Linked DNA regions of Mus musculus: region 2 is linked to region 1. Evidence: chromatin contacts called from public promoter capture Hi-C data. All regions are on one chromosome and are shown on one strand. Each heading gives the region's core, a stretch centred on a gene start, on an enhancer-like site or on the middle of the called end of the contact. The rest is flanking DNA. Distances are from core to core; before and after follow the strand shown. Region 1 holds the start of Kank3 (KN motif and ankyrin repeat domains 3). Region 2 holds the start of Ppp1r10 (protein phosphatase 1, regulatory subunit 10).

Region 1 (3,933 bases), core at 363-2,862:
ACCTGCCTCTGCTTTTTTTGTTGTTGTTGTTAAATGTACTTTTAAAACTTTTTTTTTTTTCTTTCTTCTAGACAGAGTTTCTCTGTATAGCTCAGGCTGTCCTGGAACTCAGAAATCCACCTGCCTCTGCTTTTTCTGTTGTTGTTGTTGTTAAATGTACTTTTAAAACTTTTTTTTTTTCTTTCTTCTAGACAGGGTTTCTCTGTATAGCACTGGCTGTCCTGGAACTCACTCTGTGGTCCAGGCTGGTCTCAAACTCAGAAATCTGCCTGTCTCTGCCTCCCAAGTGCTGGGATTAAAGGTGTGCACCACCACTGCCCAGCTAAAAAGTTTTATTGATATATGGTATGTATGTGCATAGGTTGATGTATATAGCACACTATGGAGATCTGAAGACAACTTGTAGGAGTTGGGTCTTTCTTTGCATTACATGGTCCTAGGGATGAAACACAGATCGTCAAGTTTGGCAGCAAGAACCTTTACATGCTAAGTCATCTCACTGACCTTCACAAATGTAATTTTAATTTATTTCTGTGACAATTTTTTGATCTATAATCTCAGTATGTTTATAAGTACACCTGTATGTGTCTATTATATTTACATTATTTTCATCTGTCTATCTGTCTCTGTCTGTCTGTCTTCCTACCTATCTATTGTGATAGGTGCGCTAGACAAGTTCTGTACCATTGAGTTAGATATCTCCAGTAGAGCAGACATTTATTAAGTAACTAGTGTATGCCTGAGGCAGTGGATAAAAAGTTTCCTGATCCTAAAATGTCTAGTAGGGGTGATGATAGTAACCTTGCCTTTCTACTAATGAAAATTGCTATTTAGTTAATAAACCATTGCTATGGCAATGATAATGACTAGGGAAAGGCTGTGCTAAGGATTCTGTTTGTTTTTTGTTTTGTTTTCTTGTGGCACATAGATTTCAGGGGCACATAGATTGAACACTTAGAAATATAGGAAAGTATCACATATAGATAATATTTCTTTTTTTTTTTTTTTTTTTTTAAAGATTTATTTATTTATTATATGTAAGTACACTGTAGCTGTCTTCAGACACTCCAGAAGAGGGCATCAGATCTTGTTACAGATGGTTGTGAGCCACCATGTGGTTGCTGGGATTTGAACTCCGGACCTTCGGAAGAGCAGTCGGGTGCTCTTACCCACTGAGCCATCTCACCAGCCCCCAGATAATATTTCTTAAAGTGGCACAATATATGCAAAGTTCCTGCGGTGGACAAGATCCAGGCTCTTACGACTTCAACAAGACAGTAGGAATTAAACTCGTTATATAAATCCCATTAGAATAGTTTGCTTAGATTTTTCCTGTAGCTCCCTACTGTCCTGTGAATGAAACCTCTTTTCTTACTCCTGAACCAGGCAGGATTTAGAGGTAGCTGGCTGAGCAGCATCCCACTGCCCTGCTCTGATCTTCTCAGATTCTACTGTAGGCCCGCCCTCAGGCGGGTCCCCACCCTGCCCCCGCCCAGATGGCTCACTCTGTCTTACAATTGGATAGTTCGGTTAGATTCGTGCTCTGGTTGGCTGAAAAAGCCGTCAGTTAGGGGTGAAAGCCTTGATAACCCGTGCGGAGCTTCGAGGGGGCGGGCTCGGGTGCGGTGCGGGCGCTGCCGGGGCTTCTCATTCAGGTAAAGTCAACCACGCGAGTCCTGGAGGGGAACAGTGGACCCAAGTGTCCGGGAGGGGTGTGATGCTTTTAGCCCCCTTCTATGGGTTCTGTGCGTTGCAACGGGGTGGGCGCCGTGTCCTGTAATGGTGACCATTTGGACATTGGGAGCCTCAGGTGGTTTAAAGCCGACCGGAGAGGGGGGACCCTAGATTATTAGGCAGATCGCCACCACATGGCCATCCAGGACCTAACCAGAGGAACTTGTGCGCATTTTAGTCTCCTAGATGCCTTAGGGGACCCTTCCCCAGAGTTGGCTTGAAGACCTGGGAATGGGTTTCTTGCAGTGGGGTGGAGTGGGCGGATGGTACGGAAACGGTGTTGGAGGGAGGAACGGATGTCCCCCACTCCCCGGACCTACTGACAATAGCAGCGGATGGAACCGCCCAGCGGTTTTTCCTGTAGGAAACTGCCCTGTCTTTTCTAAGCGGACTTGGTTCTGTATGTTTGGGGAGGTGTGTGTGTGTGTGTGTGTGTGTGATGATTCAAGGACCCCTTGTCCTGCCATCATCTAGCTCTTTCCCCCATCCTGCGTTTGAGAATCCTATCCCAACATGAAGGGCTCCCACCTAGAGCCTTATCAGTAAGACATAACTTCTTCAGGACCTCGGGTATGCATGCTCTGTGTCCTGTCCTTCAGGTTTCCTGATGACAGCTCTCCTGATCACAGCTCTCTAGACTGATCGCAGCTCTGTGTCCCGAAATAGTCCCAGGGCTGGGTGTGGGGGCGTGTGGCTTCAGCTCTGACAGCCTAATGAGGGGGTCTCAGGCAGGGGATCCGGATTTAACTTTGATAGCCAGGCAGTGTGGGAGATATGAGGGCAGCTACACGCCCTACTCCGGGAGGCATTGGCTTGTGTAGCAGTCTAATGTTGGCTTGCCCCACCACACTCCTTACTCCCAAGGCTGGAACTGACAGCTGTGAGCTGGGAGGGTGATATGTGGCCTGGGTTCCCTGCAGTTTCTAGGGGAGCAAAAGGGAATCTTTCCAAAAGCGCCTATTATCCTAGTTACCTGAGAGGTCCAGGTAGGATGATTAAAAGTTGAAGGCGCCGGGCGTGGTGGCGCATGCCTTTAATCCCAGCACAGGCAGAGGCAGGCAGATTTCTGAGTTCGAGGGCAGCCTGGTCTACAAAGTGAGTTCCAGGACAGCCAGGGCTATAAAGAGAAACGCTGTCTCGAAGAAAAAAAAAAAAAAAAGAAAAGAAAGTTGAAGGCCTGCCTGAGAGCTGCAGAGTGAGTTCAACGCCTGTTTAAACAATTGAGTAAAGGGGTCAGTGAGATGGATTGGCCAGTAAAGGTACTTGATCAGGGAATGACATCCTTGTTGCATCCCTGGGATTTACTCGTGTAAGGAGAGAACTGACTCTATAGAGCTGCCCTCTGCCCTCCACTCTCACCCCATGGCATCCTTGCACCCACCCACCCTTCCACCTCCTACATAAAATAAATAAAATGTAAAAAAAAAAAATTAAAAAGGGGTTAGTGGTGTAGCTTAAAACTCACCTAGCTTCTGTCAGTGGGGCTGAGGGCAAAAAAAAAAAAAAAAAAAAAAAAGCATTCATTTGGGCGTAGTGGTACATACCTGAAATCCTAGCATTCCAGAAGCAGAGACAGGGGAATCTCTTTTTAGAGGCCATCCTGATTAGCAAATTTCAGGCCAGCTAGCTCTCCATAGTGAGACCCTGTCTTAAATACATAAAATAAAACAAAAAGCAAACAGGGCAGCACTCAGCAGGGAGAGGCAGAACAAGTTCTTTGAGTTCAAGGCCAGCCTGGTCTAGATAACATAGGGAGAATTTTTCTCAAACACAAAACAGAACAAAACGAAGCTGATCCATATGTAAAAGAGGGAAACTGAGGCTGTGGCAGTAGCTCTCTTATTACAGTATTTGTTTAGTGTGCATGAAAGCCTTGTGCTCCATCTCCAGCACTGCACAAGCCAGGTGTGGTAAAGCACACGTGATCATCTCAGCACTCAAGGGTTGGAGGGAGGGGAGTTGAGTTCACTGTCAACTATGGAAGGAGTTGGAGGCCAGCCTAGGCTTCCTGAGACCTTGTCTCAAAACAAAACCAAAGAAAACAAAACTAATGGGCTGGAAAGATGACTCAGTGCTTACGGTTGAGTACGACCCTTGTCATTTGATTCCAGCTGTCTTAGTCAACTCACACCTGTGACTCCAGCTCCAGGGGAGCTACAGCTTTTGGCATCCATGGGCAAATACCCACACACAGCCCCA
Region 2 (4,254 bases), core at 1,258-3,757, 2.1 Mb after region 1:
CAGGCACCTTCTGAATCCAGGTACTTCCAAGGCTCGCTCTCATATGGGGAAACGGGAAGCGAGGATGGAGCATCTTCTTCAGGAGGGCCTCTGGTGCAAAGAGTCTGGAGGGGAACCTAAAAAGGGAGTAAGAGGCTGCAACTATTTGGTTTATCATACACTGGGGACAGAGTTTGGAACGTGTGCACAAAATGTCAGTATAACTCATCAAGAAAATAGCATTTCTGCTATGAAAGTAGCATTTCTGTTGATGCTAAACTGACAACCACTCTACCTAGGGCCCCAAGCTGACCCTGCAGGATAAGCCAACAAGGTAAAAGATGTTAGTGGGATGTGACAATTTAAAAACCTTGGCATACAAATATCTGCGTTTGATGAGCACTGGTTGGTTATGGTGTGAAAAAAATGCCAAACTTTTGGAAATAAGATTGATAATGGCTGTCAAGATGGCTCAGCGGGTAAGAGCAATCCCAGCAACCACAAGGTGGCTCACAACCACCCATGAGCTCTGACAACCCCTTCTGGTGTGTCTGAAGACAACTACGGTGTACTTATGTATAATAATAAATAAATCTCTTAATAAAAAAAAAAAAAAAGAAAAGAAAGCTGGGCGTGGTGGCGCACACCTTTAGTCCCAGCACTCCGCAGAGAGGCAGAGGCAGGAGGATTTCTGAATTCAAGGCCAGCCTGGTCTACAAAGTGAGTTCCAGGACAGTCAGGGCTATACAGAGAAACCCCGTCTCAAAATACCAAAAATAAATAAATAAAAAGAAAACACAAAGATTAATAATGGAGAGCTGGGCATGATTCATACAGATGAGAAAACCCCAAAGTCGCTGCGCTGATCAGTTTCTTAAAATGCTGCAGGTCAACATTCCACAGAGCAAAACAAATTTGCGTCCTAACGCTAGCTTTAAAGCCACCAAGCCTGTTATTACTTCGGTGGTAACCTCTGTCACTACTCTGTAGTCCCATTTTAGGGAGTGGCGTCGAGACAAGCCTTCCTATTCCTCCCTGCCCTGCGGAGAACCTCCAGGGTGGTGAGTACCTGAGGCTAAAGGGCAATCTCAATCCAGAGAGCAGAATGATCTCAAGCATGCTCTGATGGGGAAATGACGTGTGACGAGGTGGAGTAGGACTAGTGTACTTGCTTTTAATTCCATAATCTGGGAGGGAGAGGTAGAAAGCTCAGAAAGTACCTATGAGACCAACCTGGGCTGTCTCCCGAACACCGGGGAAAATCCTTAAAATAGGGTCCTTTGCTAAAAAAAAAACAACAACAACAAAAAAAAACCAAACACGTCCTGGGTGCCACTTCAGGCACCAACGACCTGGTTACAAACTGCCCATTTCCACAGGGGCAACCCCACCATTTAGTTCTTTTGCCTAATGGTAGTCGGGAGACGACGATGATAACCCGTAACCCTGGCTCTGACCCGAACGCTCGGTAGTTAGAAATCGCGCGCCGTAGGGGACGGAGGCTGGTGCAGGGCTGACACGTAGACATGTGGGAAAACCCATGCCCCTTGACTCCTCCTAATGGAAGGAAGATCGAAAGTATAGACACCACGGGGAGGTAGAGAAAACCCCTCCAACGTTTTACCTGAGCTACATAGGAACTTCGTAAGAGTGTAGGAACCAGCTTTAGAAGCGTGTGCCGCAAGGGGGCAGCCATCTTGACGCACACCGGACGTACGGCCTGCCGGAAGAGCGACTGCGCATGCTCGGGACACGCACTAGGGTGGGCCAAGGACACGCCCCGCAATGCGGAAGGCGGCTGCTCACATGTCTAAGGGCGGAAGCGTCAAGGGGCGGGGTCCACAGACGCGAATTTAAACTGCGTCACAATCGAACCAGCCTTCAAAATTGCATTTCTCCCGGACCAGTCACGATGAATCCTAGATTCCATGGTTAGTGTCTAACATGAAAGCAGATTTGATTGCGATTTTAACCAGGGTGCTCCCAGTGCGCATGCGTCGGGCCGTTTCGGCCAACCGAGGGCGACCCCGGGTCGCCGGAGCGGAAGTGGTGGAGGCAGAGGAAAGGGAGGTGCCGGACGCGGCGATCACGCGCTGGCGTAGAGGTGATAGCAAGGAGACGGAAGAGGGGAACCGAGGGAAGGGGGCTTCGGGAAGGTGGAGGAGGGACGTCCAATCCGCGGGCGACCCGGCTCGCACGCTGGCCAATCAGAGTTCGCCTCGCGCACAATGTGTCCCGGCGAGGGCGGTTCTCCATCACGTTAGGGTGCGTTGGGCGGTGGCCGGGTATAAAAGACTCCGCCCGAGCGGGCGGCCGCCATTCTGGGGTTCGTTTAGAGGTAAGTTTGGGTGCTCCGTCGCTTTGGAGGGTAACGTTTTGCCGAGAGCGGGCCGGGGGAACGGGGTGGTTTCGGATTTAATGGGCAGCCACGTTTTTCCCTAATGCGGCTGCGTCCTGCGACAACTTTGAAACGTTTAAAGGCGACCCGTACTGATTACACCTTCCTCCTTTTGTGTTCCTTTTACCCCAGGTTGAATTTTCTCGGAGAAAGACAGGCCGGCCATCAGGAAAACAAACAAGCCTCAGCAACATCTAAACCCTTGAAAGGATCCTGAGAGGGGGGAAAGGGAAATCAGCCACCAGCCCAACCACTCGTGTCTTCTGCCCCTCCCCACCTATCTTGCCCACCCCACCAGCCCACGCTGCTTGGGACTTGAGATCTGTGGCCGAAGGACCGTCACCACATAACTTCAAAAATAATCAACCACCTTCCCTGCCCAAACCTACCCAATCTCACTCATCCAGCATTTCCGTTTTGGAATCCACTCAGACTTTTTTTTTCAACGACCCCCTCTCCCTAAATGGAGTTGGGCGGGGGGGAAATGAAAACTGAGTTGGTCTTTACTTTTTTTAAAAGAGACTTTTTGATCCAATGAGGCCCCACAAGTAACTGAGTTTGGGTCCTGGTTGGTTGCTTTATTTTTTTTCCTCCAAAATTTTACCCCTCCCCCCTGAGCCCGAGGTGCTGACGTCGCAAAAAAATTGGATAGTAAGTGTCGAATTTTCAAAAACCAGCCTTGAACAAGAAATCAACGTTTCCCGTTGTGAAACCAAAAATAATGAGAGGAAGAAATGAGACCATAGAACAAATGTAGAGTACTGGAGAGAAGGACCAATCGGGTCTCTTAAATCTCCATTAAAGGTCCTGTGGGTCTAAACAGTCTTTGTTCTCTCTCCCCTACCACCTGCCTCTTCCCTGCTGTGGAGCAGGCAAGGGAGAGGGTGAAGGGAGGGCCAGCCAGTGAGGATTTTGACGGTTAACCCTTGATAATCCAGCAGATTTCCAGACTGCCAGAGCATAAGCCTTTGCGATAATAAGGAGGAATGGTTACCTTCCTCTGGTTAGCAGTCTTCAAAAGGGTTAATGAGCTCACATACAAAAGATGGTGGATCTTGTGGCCCAGAAGTCCCACTTCTTTGTGTGTGAGACAAGCAGAACGCCTTTCAATTTGCCAGATTAATAAGCAATCTGTACATAAAGATTGCAGGGTAAGGAGATGGGCAGAGAAATATTAGCTGGCTATGTCTTTAAAGTGACTGTTAAATCCTCTCTATTTTAATGTAATTTGCTTGGGATATATTGTGTGGTTAAAATAGGTGGCAATCTAGGAATAAAGATTGCAAGACACTTAAATTTAGGGCAAAAATCATAGTAACAAGTACATACAATAACATTTGGGGAGGTAAAGAATGTCTTGTGATTGTTTCAGCTTGCATAGGTTATTTAAAGGCAAAAGTGATTAACATTTTAACTTGATACTTTTTTAGTGGGTGGTGGATACAGCTAAGAGGGTGGAAAGGTTGGGAAATGTGGAACTCAGGAGTATAATTTTAAAAGCCATTAGTGCATTTGAATGCTATCTTTCTAGAAGATTGTGTCGTTAAAAGATTTTTTTTTTCCTCCCTGCTTCAAATATGGCGACTTTTCCTTGCTTGTCCTTTTGTCTTGCAAGCGGCGTTGCAGGTTGTGTCTTGACCCATTTTTCTCCTGTCCTCCCCCCTCGGTCCTATTTGTTGAGGGGTCCAAGTCCTACCACTTGGCTTTTGTAGGGAGGATTGGGATGGTCGGCGGTAGTAAGTTGAATTTTAGTTGCAAATTCAGATTCTTATCCCGCAGAAAATTGTATATTAATTGATTTTATTTTCAGTAATAGGCTCTTAAACTGATTTAAGATAGGTCAAGTTGAGGGTGGTGGTCAGAGGGATGGCTTCTGT

The links. Promoter capture Hi-C pulls out the DNA fragments that hold promoters and counts their contacts.
Region 2: a contact with region 1 is called in a promoter capture Hi-C map of embryonic stem cells, with 3 times the contacts expected there. The contact joins the promoter of Ppp1r10 here to the promoter of Kank3 in region 1. A contact is called at or near these places in 1 of 39 promoter capture datasets (embryonic stem cells) and 2 of 9 other capture datasets (adipose tissue and liver).

What each region holds. Positions count from the first base shown.
Region 1 is chr17:33,808,911-33,812,843 of GRCm38.p6, forward strand. Kank3 (KN motif and ankyrin repeat domains 3) reads left to right here and starts at 1,613. Exons shown (of 11, transcript NM_030697.3): 1 at 1,613-1,655.
Region 2 is chr17:35,914,689-35,918,942 of GRCm38.p6, forward strand. Ppp1r10 (protein phosphatase 1, regulatory subunit 10) reads left to right here and starts at 2,508. Exons shown (of 19, transcript NM_001163818.1): 1 at 2,508-3,028. It overlaps Mrps18b (mitochondrial ribosomal protein S18B), which reads right to left and starts at 1,752. Exons shown (of 7, transcript NM_025878.2): 1 at 1,604-1,752; 2 at 8-116. The coding sequence starts at 1,675. It overlaps Mir1894 (microRNA 1894), which reads left to right and starts at 3,201; the gene lies at 3,201-3,281.